Linked DNA regions of Hordeum vulgare: region 2 is linked to region 1. The links are chromatin contacts, called in public Hi-C maps. All regions are on one chromosome and are shown on one strand. Each heading gives the region's core, a stretch centred on a gene start, on an enhancer-like site or on the middle of the called end of the contact. The rest is flanking DNA. Distances are from core to core; before and after follow the strand shown. Region 1 holds the start of LOC123401731 (universal stress protein A-like protein). Region 2 holds the start of LOC123402281 (inorganic pyrophosphatase TTM1-like).

The links. Hi-C and Micro-C count contacts between places; a contact is called where the count stands out from the background.
Region 2: a contact with region 1 is called in a Hi-C map of seedling, with 6 times the contacts expected there. The contact joins the promoter of LOC123402281 here to the promoter of LOC123401731 in region 1. A contact is called at or near these places in 4 of 6 Hi-C or Micro-C datasets (leaf and seedling) and 1 of 1 datasets of contacts at active chromatin or transcription factors (embryo).

What each region holds. Positions count from the first base shown.
Region 1 is chr6H:465,505,668-465,510,408 of MorexV3_pseudomolecules_assembly, reverse strand. It overlaps LOC123401731 (universal stress protein A-like protein), which reads left to right and starts at 2,442. Exons shown (of 4, transcript XM_045095586.1): 1 at 2,442-2,713. The coding sequence starts at 2,530.
Region 2 is chr6H:465,733,343-465,737,762 of MorexV3_pseudomolecules_assembly, reverse strand. LOC123402281 (inorganic pyrophosphatase TTM1-like) reads right to left here and starts at 3,155. Exons shown (of 12, transcript XM_045096183.1): 1 at 2,862-3,155; 2 at 1,776-2,155; 3 at 1,388-1,502; 4 at 753-948; 5 at 466-579; 6 at 119-292. The coding sequence starts at 2,112.

The sequences.
Region 1 (4,741 bases), core at 1,193-3,692:
GGAGAGGAGGAAGAACACGCCACACACACGCACTCGGTCCTAGCCGTTCGCCGCCTCCGCTTGATCCGCGCGTGTGTCTATAAGTAACTAGGCTCGGCCTTCAAGCCCACTCGTTTTCCGTAAGCGGATCTCTCTTTTGGGCCGGCTCGATCGAGAATCATCCGTCACCTCTATAGTTGGGTGGTTGACAGTTTAAAATTATTAAATTTAAACAATTTACGTCAGATGATCGACGTGCATGTAAGCGGATTTGCAAATACGGTTGTAGATGCTCTCAGCCCGTGCCGAGTCTGCCGACGTCGAAACGAAAAAAGGAGCATGGGGACTCGGGGAGTGAGGCGTTCCCAATCGGACCGGTTTATGAGGGCAGGGAGGACGCACGTGGCCACGTGCCCACGTGTAAGGATGAGCCGTTGCTCCATGATGCGAGAGCCTCTACGTGGATCACGAGCTCCCGTGTGACGTGATGCGAGGAACCCCACCTGGCCGCGTCAACCACGGCATTGCTTCTTGCCACGTTGGCCCCGTAGAGATGCTAGCGGACCACAGCCCTCAGCTACGTCTGGAAAGTACTACCAACTACTAGATCATGGAAAGATCATTATCATCAATCCATCGATGATCATCAAGTGAGAGAACATGGATATTGCTTCCCGCACACCATATCACGCACCAAATAGGACAGTGATACGGAAGCGGGGATGTGCTATGGACGAAAGAAAATGATCCATCTCTAACCTGCAAATTTGTTCGGTATCTGTTTTTTGATAGGATACCAGTTCATGATGCTGATGTCGGAGACGACTATCCGACGTTGTCCGCATAATTTTCAAACACAGTTTAGTAGGTCAGATGAAATTCACGTAAACATGATGATTTTTTTATAAACTATAACACATTTGGACATTTTCCGTATAAAGAAGACGAAAATTCAAAACAATTTGGACAATTTTTAATTAAACCCTATTCTAAACATAATTTAAATGATCGCCGGTGCCCGTGTCCGGCCATGAGCCTCGAGAACTTAAGTTTCGGCTCTTGCCTTCGCCTTCTTCAGTTCTGCCTCGGCACTGTCCAAACCCGTCTGTAACTTCCGTCTACAGATCCCCGAAAAGTGAACTTGTCCACCTCCACGTCGTCACCAAGCGGCTAATCAACCGACGATGTTGAGCCCACCAATCTTGACTTCAACGGAGGGGAAGGAACGGCGGCATTCTTGGGACCCGAGCGGCGACGAGCAGGTGAACAACGATGTCGTCATGATCATGGTCATGGAGGATCCGAGCTTTTTGGATGAGCAGTAGGTGTTGTACCAAGCCATGTGCAGCGCCCACAAGATCCTCTGCGAGCGATGGCGGTTGCGTGTCCTACGGGCGAAGAGGGACGTCATTTTTGAAGATCAACACGAATGTGACTGAAGAGGATGCACAGGTAGCCGCATACGGCGCCATTTCCACATCTGTCATGCCGCCACCGTGGTTTACACCATGCTGCTATGACCACGAGATCGACCCGTCCACGTTTGACACGACGGACTCGAGCGATGAAGAGTAGCACATGGGACGCCATCATGATATGGGTCCTAGCAGTGGAGGAGGACGGATAAAAGATAAGGTAGAGTGTGTTGTGGTCACTAGCCATGGACATCACCGTCACGCCGATGTGTCGCCTTGCTCCCAGCATGCACCGTTCAAATCAAGGTAGGGTGGCCGTCAGGCCTTGCCCTATCAGGTCCTCCGCCGCTGGATCATAGGAAGGTCACTCCTATTCTTTCCCTACCGCTGCTTTACTTCTCGGACCTGTGAGCTTGCCGGACATGGAAAAGACATGTTGTGGAACCGAGACTCCGTCACGACAGGTGATCCTTTAGATTGGGTTAATAAGTCCCGACCACTTTTATTTAGTTGAAGTGTGCCAAAAATGTAATGGATTTGAACCGGTTTAAATACAAATAATTCAATCTACATGGAATTCATCCGCTTTGTTCAATTTGCTTAGAAATGTAAGCGGACATGGTTAAATGGCCAACTCCCGTATCATTATCCACATGCGAATACAATTTCTGTTTTAGAGTTTTGTATTGAAGGTGTCTTTATATAAAACAGAATAAGAACGGGGCAACAATGACTACCCAACAAAGTGGGGCCCCGTTATGTATGGCGCTAGTGTTAAAAACGTTTTTTATGTTATGGAACGGATGTAGTACAAATGATGAAAACATTTTCTCAAGAGTGAGTTTTGTAAATTTTACAAAGAGAGCAGTTATCTTAAACTGATTGGCCAACACAATTCCATTCAAGCTAGTAACGGAAATTCACACGGATATTCCAAGATCGAGGGGCTTTTGGGCCTCGATGATGAACCTATTCTCATGTGGCCATAGCAAAAAAGGGTGAAAATGACTGGACCCGCCAGTATAAATGAAGAAGGAAAGCGTAGATTGCTTTTTGTCCTCCTCAAAATTTCCCCAAAACTCCTCTTCCCCTTCTTCTTGCCAAGGAAGCAAACAGCGAGCGAGGGCGTGCGCGAATGGCGGATTCGTCGGCGCCGACGCGGGTGATGATGGCGGTGAACGAGTCGTCGCTCAAGGGGTACCCGCACCCCTCCATCAGCTGCCGCTCCGCCTTCGACTGGATGCTCTCCAAGCTCGTCCGCTCCAACACCGACGGCTTCCACCTCCTCTTCCTCCACGTCCAGGTCCCCGACGAGGACGGTACGTGCAGCCGCGCGCCCCTCTCGTGCGCCCCGTGAAATGCCCCATGGGTGGATTTGCTTGCTTGCTGCGTGCTTGGGGTGCTCGACGAAATGCGCCGGTCCCCTCTCGGTCGGCGCAGGGTGGTGGTGGTGGTGGTGGTGGTGGTGTGGCCTTGGTATGCGATGCCGTCGCGATGTGGGCGGTGACTCTTCTCCGATCACAGTGTAGCTGTTTGTTGCACGCCCTAGTGGTTTCATATCAAACGCATTACGAATTCTTAGCATTGATCCATGTTATCCTTACTGCAATCCCACTGTTCATGTACACGGGATGCTTCTACTGCTGCGACCTGTGTAGACTGGTAGTGTTTTGGTTTGAATCGTACTACTGTATGGAACTCAGGGCAGAAGAGGCAGATTGCATACTTCTGATGCATCGTAGCATCCTTTTTGGTTTGCATATATAAGGAGCTTGTTCTGTTTCAGGGTTAGTAAATGGTATGTACTCCCTCTCTAAGCTTTTATAAGACGTTTTATAAAAGCTTACAGAGGGAGTACAATTGAAGTAGGCTACTCATACTAACTGGTAGTTCTTGCCTTGTTGGTAGTTGTGGCATCTGAATTTAAGTGTACCACTACAAATTCCATGATCAGAAGCGGTCGGTATACCAAGTGGCTCTGATTTCCTTACCTGTTGTCTACTGTTAATAATGTACTGAACTGGACTGCTGGTTATGTATTTTTTGCTGTTTCTGGATAGAGGGTACTGCACTGCCTTCTTTATTTACATAACTGGTGTGATACTGGTGCTTTGTAATTTGCTGGGTTGCTGGTTATGTATTTTTTGCTGTTTCTGGATAGAGGGTACTGCATGCTTTTTTTTTTACATAACTGGTGTGATACTAGTGCTTTGTAATTTGTGTAAATGCAGATTGCAGAAGTTTTATATCCTCTAAACTTAATAAACGCATTTGGTGGCACTACACAGTGTATTTTTAAATGCAAGGCATACTGCACAGTTTAGAAGAGCATGTCATTTGATTGATGCGCCCCAGTTGGGCTCACTTCGTCTTCACCCTATTCCTTGTCGCCAGTGATGTAGTTATATTGCTTAACCATGCTATGCTATAAATGGGGTGGGATCACATCGATTATGACAATTTGGTATTTTACTGACAACTATTTTATACCACTTAATTTAATAAAACATCTGGGCGGAGTGGTAATTGGTGGTTCAGAGGGAAGGCAAGGCATTATGGAACATCTACGTCTTGCACCTTTTCTAAGGCTTTGCACCCATAATCTACCACTCCTCAGCTGTTTTTGCTGCTCTACTATTTTCTGCAACACCTTGTTTCTGGTGTTTGCAGAAATGATGCTCTTGCAGCAATATTTTGCTCGTACTACCTGTTTGTGTATAGTATCCTATTTAGGCCATTTTGGGGTGGAAGAGTTTCCTCTTGTCTTGCTGTTATAACTGCACAAAGTGCTATTTGCTTCATTCAACCGTTCTTCAGGAATAAATGACTTTATTTTTCTGTCGGCACTAAAGTTTTTCTTGTCATGCCCTTGGGGGCATACCTCCAGCAAAATTCTGGGAATAATTTGTCCTAAGTCCACTCAAAATATTCAAAATTATTTACAAGAAAGAAGAGTTGCCCATCAATTTTATAGTGGACGAGCAGAGAGAAAGTGCTCCAAAAAATAAAGCTGTTTAATTTTACTTTGCAAAGATTTTCATGAATTAACATGGCAGTATAGTCCTTTTGATTCCCCTGGAATGGCCGGACGAAGGTAAAGGCTCATTGTGCCGTTAATAGCAACTGCAGGGTATTAAGTACGTAATAAGTATCCACATGAGTTGGCTGTCCATCGAGTTGTTTACTAACTTTTGCATGCTTGTTTTTCTCCATGTTTGCTATGCCACTTGAACTAGTGTATGCGACAAAATAGCTTTTGTGCTTTCCAGTGAGTTGACCTGAATCTTTGTTCTGTTCTTGCGATATTTGGACTAAAAGGCACTTCAGCTGATACTCGAAATTCAGTA
Region 2 (4,420 bases), core at 1,906-4,405, 230 kb before region 1:
GTACTAGGGAAGCAACTAAATAACTAAGAATGGATGACATGAAGAAGCCAAAATGTAATACTTATTTCAGAACCCCAACAATACCCTTTGGTACCTACAGTCATGAAAAACGGCATACCTCAAACATCAGGTTATATTTCCCTTCTCTATTCCGCATTCTCAAATAAGATTGGCATGCTTCTGGATCTTCACCCGGTGGAAGTAAATATATGTCATAGGTTTCTTCATTGCTTTCTGTTTGATCTTCACCAAGAGCAGCTTTGATTTGATCAGGTGTTAGAGACCGTGGTGACTGACAGTAGACATCCAAGAGTCAGGTCATCTTGCTAAACCACAAGATACTTATTTCTTATTAAAGCTATGGCATTTCTGAAGAAATCCGCACTCAGCCATCTTGTAACCAGAAAATCCAATTTACTTTGACATGGATGACAAAAGGATTGTAAATAATTAAGGAAGACTTACCTTCAGGATGTACATAGGATTCTGGAACCCTGAGAAAGGGTTGAACTTGTTGATAATTCGTATGTGCGCTGTCTTCAAATCCGGCTCAATGAAAGCCTTGTACATTGGATAAACCTGAAAGTACCATCTTCCAACATGTTAAACCATTGGCATGGCTGAAGAAAATACTACGCATGCATATATAAACCCATAAACCGCTGGTGGGCTTTTCTATAATGACCTTTTATGGAAGCAAGAAAACACAAGGAAAGAGCAGATATAGATTCAAGTTCAAAAGGTCAAGCAACCGTTTCTGAGATCTGGTGGATTATTTCCTCAGGCTCCTGGCCAGCTCGTTGTATGTCCCTTAGGACTCTCTTCACCAGGTCAAAATGAACACCACCAGTGACAGAAACACGCAGATCCAGTATTGGCCGTAACTTATCACTCAGTGCATATATACCTTCAATAATAACAATCCTGGAGCTAGGGACATCAACTGTTCTGTTGGCCATAAGAAAAAAATATAGTTAGATAAGATTAATCATGGTGAAATATGAGCATAATGGGCTGTTTGGTTCCTAGCCACACTTTGTCAGACCTCAAGTTAGGCAAGCTTGACCAAGTTAGGTGTGTATTTGGTTCTAGCTACACCTAACAGAACATTCCTTTGGTGAGCAATAAGCCCCACATGTCATACACACAAAAAGTGCGGCAAGATTCCCTAAGGCAAGCCAAAATGTGGCTAAGAATTTGAGCATTTCAAGTAATGCAAGTGTTGTGGCAACATGTGGGAAAGTTAGTCACCAACCAAACATGCCCTTAGGTTAATTTATTGTAAAGATGGCAAACTTTTTGAGCACCTCAAGTAAGGCAAGTGTGGCAAGAAAAATCTAGTGCAATAATGTAACGATGGCAAATGATGATGCAAGAATGTTTCTACCTGTATCCAGTCCGGCAACTCGTCTTGAAATCATATATTGGAACCTGAACGGACCTTCCTTCCTTCAGACCATGAATATTTTCCAACAGTGTGTCATAGTCTGTTAGACGTGGATCTGACAAAAAATTACAAATACAAACATCAGTTACTCTAGTTAGCACTTAGCACCACCACTGCCTCGATGAATACAGTTTTGCAAAAACTTACTAATGCTTCCATTATATTAAATCATATGCAATAGTTAAGTTATTGTTACTGCAGAGACATGTGGTTCCAGGTAAAGAACCATAAGATAATGCACAGATTATGTACTGTAAATTATACATATTTCTTATTACATGAATCTTGCTATTATAAAAGAAGTAGTCATCCAGATAAGTTGGGTTACCATCAAAATTGCCATCAACTATGCGACTTGCATCATTGTAGTTGTCCATTGATATCACAGCAACACTGGGCATGAAATTGAGGACCTTCTCGGTAAACACCGTCTTACCAGCCCCAGAGGGGCCAGCAACTCCCACAAATATTATCCCTTCATTGTTCTGCACCAGGAGCTGGATGGCGCGGATCATGACAAAGAAGCCTTTCTCAAAAGACAGTGGCTCTGGAAAGGGGACGATCTCATAGCGGCTTGTGTCCTTCCTTTTCACCAGCTGCACCTGGTCTCGCAGAAGGCCATTCCGCTTCCTTGGCGACTCGGACAGGGAATCACTACGCTCCATTCAAAAGAAGTCTCCAAGACAACTTTAACCTGCAACAAAGAACCTTAAGTATCAAGAGTCAACAATGAGATGCTGAAAGAAATGTTGTGTACCAGAACATAATAAAGGAACTGTAACTGAAATCATCACGTCTCTGGGATTGCTGAATTTCTCACCGTCCCGACAATTGTGCAACTGAAATCTATCAAGAGACAGACAGGACACAGTTAACTAGTCTACTGGTAATCCTTTGCGCACAGGTGAGGGACGACACGAGCACAGCTAACAAGGGACAGGCAGTACATGGACCTTGCAGCCGAACTCTATTACGGGACAGACAGGAGAGGGACCTTGCAACTAGAGGGGGGATGGGCTTCGGGGCCCCGTGCAGGTTACATCAAGGTACTGAAACTTTCCACGTGAATTGTCGTCCACTGAATGACAAGGTACCCAACTCTCGCAGATGGGTAACTAACCTACTACTACCAAACAAACCCGCGAGTAATCCAGGCATGAACCCGCCGCAGAGCTGCAGGGGCGGGCGGGCGGGCCTTAACGTGGGGCGTGTGGGTTCAGTTCCACAAGAATAATTTGAAGGGGCGTGGGGAGGAGCCCACGCTCGAGGAGTCCGTCCCGGGAACCAACCGCGCCGTCCTGTGGGGAGGAGGAGAACCGCGGCGCAATGGGGCGAGGCCGCGATTTTGGCGGCGGCGGCGGGAGGAGAAGCGGGGAGGCCGGAGACGATCGGGAAAATGAGGAGGGTATCTCACCGGAGGGGCGGAGGCGGGGGAGAAGGGCTCCGGTCGCCCCTGTTCTCCGTGTCAGGCGCCGCTGCTCGGCTTCGATCGAGTAGGAGAAGCTGGAGGAAGGAAGGGAGGGGAGGGGGGAGGGGTGTTTTTGGCAGCTGGATGGGAGTTTCGGATCCGGAGCCTGTTTTTTGGGGGCAGAAAGAATGAGAAAAAAACGGGTAGACGATTTCTTTCTAGGTTTCCGTGATTTGTTTCCGCAATCCAGAGAGGAATAGTTTCCTGCCTTTTTTTGCTGCTTCGTTTGTGCTCCTTTAGGGCTCCGCGCAGGCTGGTTTCTATATATGCACTTGATATTTTTGAAGCCTCACAGCGTATGCCAGGCGTCGAACATCAATGGAAATTTTTGTCATGATTGCCGGATATCGCCTGTCCTCGTCTTGCTCCATACACCATCACAGAAATTGCACACGCATGATATTAGAAGTACCTTCCCCATTCATATTATTTGTCTTAGATTTATCTAGATACAAATATAATTAAACATGTTTAAACACATTTAATGTTAGATATATCCGTACGTATACAAATCCAAAATAGGTAATAATATATCGGAGCGAGTATTTTATTTTTATGAATGACATTATTCAAAATATTTTATGTGAGAACTTTCGATTTATTCATCTTTAATCATGATACTACTTTTTCTACAGTTTATCATTATGCAACTTAGGTGGCGAGACCGGGATTAAACTCTTCTATAGTGGCACCACCTTAATATATTCCCTCCATTCAATAATGTAGTGCACGTAGAATTTTTTTAAAGTCAAATTTTACAAACTTTAATCAAGTTTATGGAGAAAATTATGTGTATCTACAACAACAAATATGTAAAAATATAAAATTACATCTTACGATGAATCTAATGATATATGTTTGACATTTTAAATGAAAATATTTTTCTTCACAAACTTGATCAAAATTTGTGAGGTTTGACTTTAACAAAAAATTGCATGCACTACATTATGAAATGGACATATTCCTATGAGCTTGGGGGGAGAGGGCCACGTAGGTACACATGAAGCCCCGCCACTGGATAACGGGGAAGAAATAACCAACTTCCTTCGAAAAGAATTCTAGACAACTAACTCAACTCTTGTAGATGACATATAATTGCATATGTTTGTGAAAATATATGCAAAATCTTGTGGTACAATATGAAATTGTTGAACAAAGTTGAAAATATATATTAATAATCAAGTCAGACGAATGAAATATCAAACTTTGTCTTACCGGGATATCCTTGAGGGTTATGAAAAGATTATTTGTCGTGAGTGTTATGTAAGAGAGTGGCACATGGAGTGATTATGAAGAAAGCAACACCATGAGAGATGATAATAAAGGGGGCGCTATTTTCTTGTATGCTATTAAGCTAAGATGCATCGACCAAAAACTATCAAACTTGCACAATTTGATTAAAAAAAACGATGTGCATTGAAGCATATATGGTCACGACTACACTTGTTGCCATAAGTGTATGCAAACAATTTTTAGTTAAAAAGGCAACGAAAACGACAAATGTT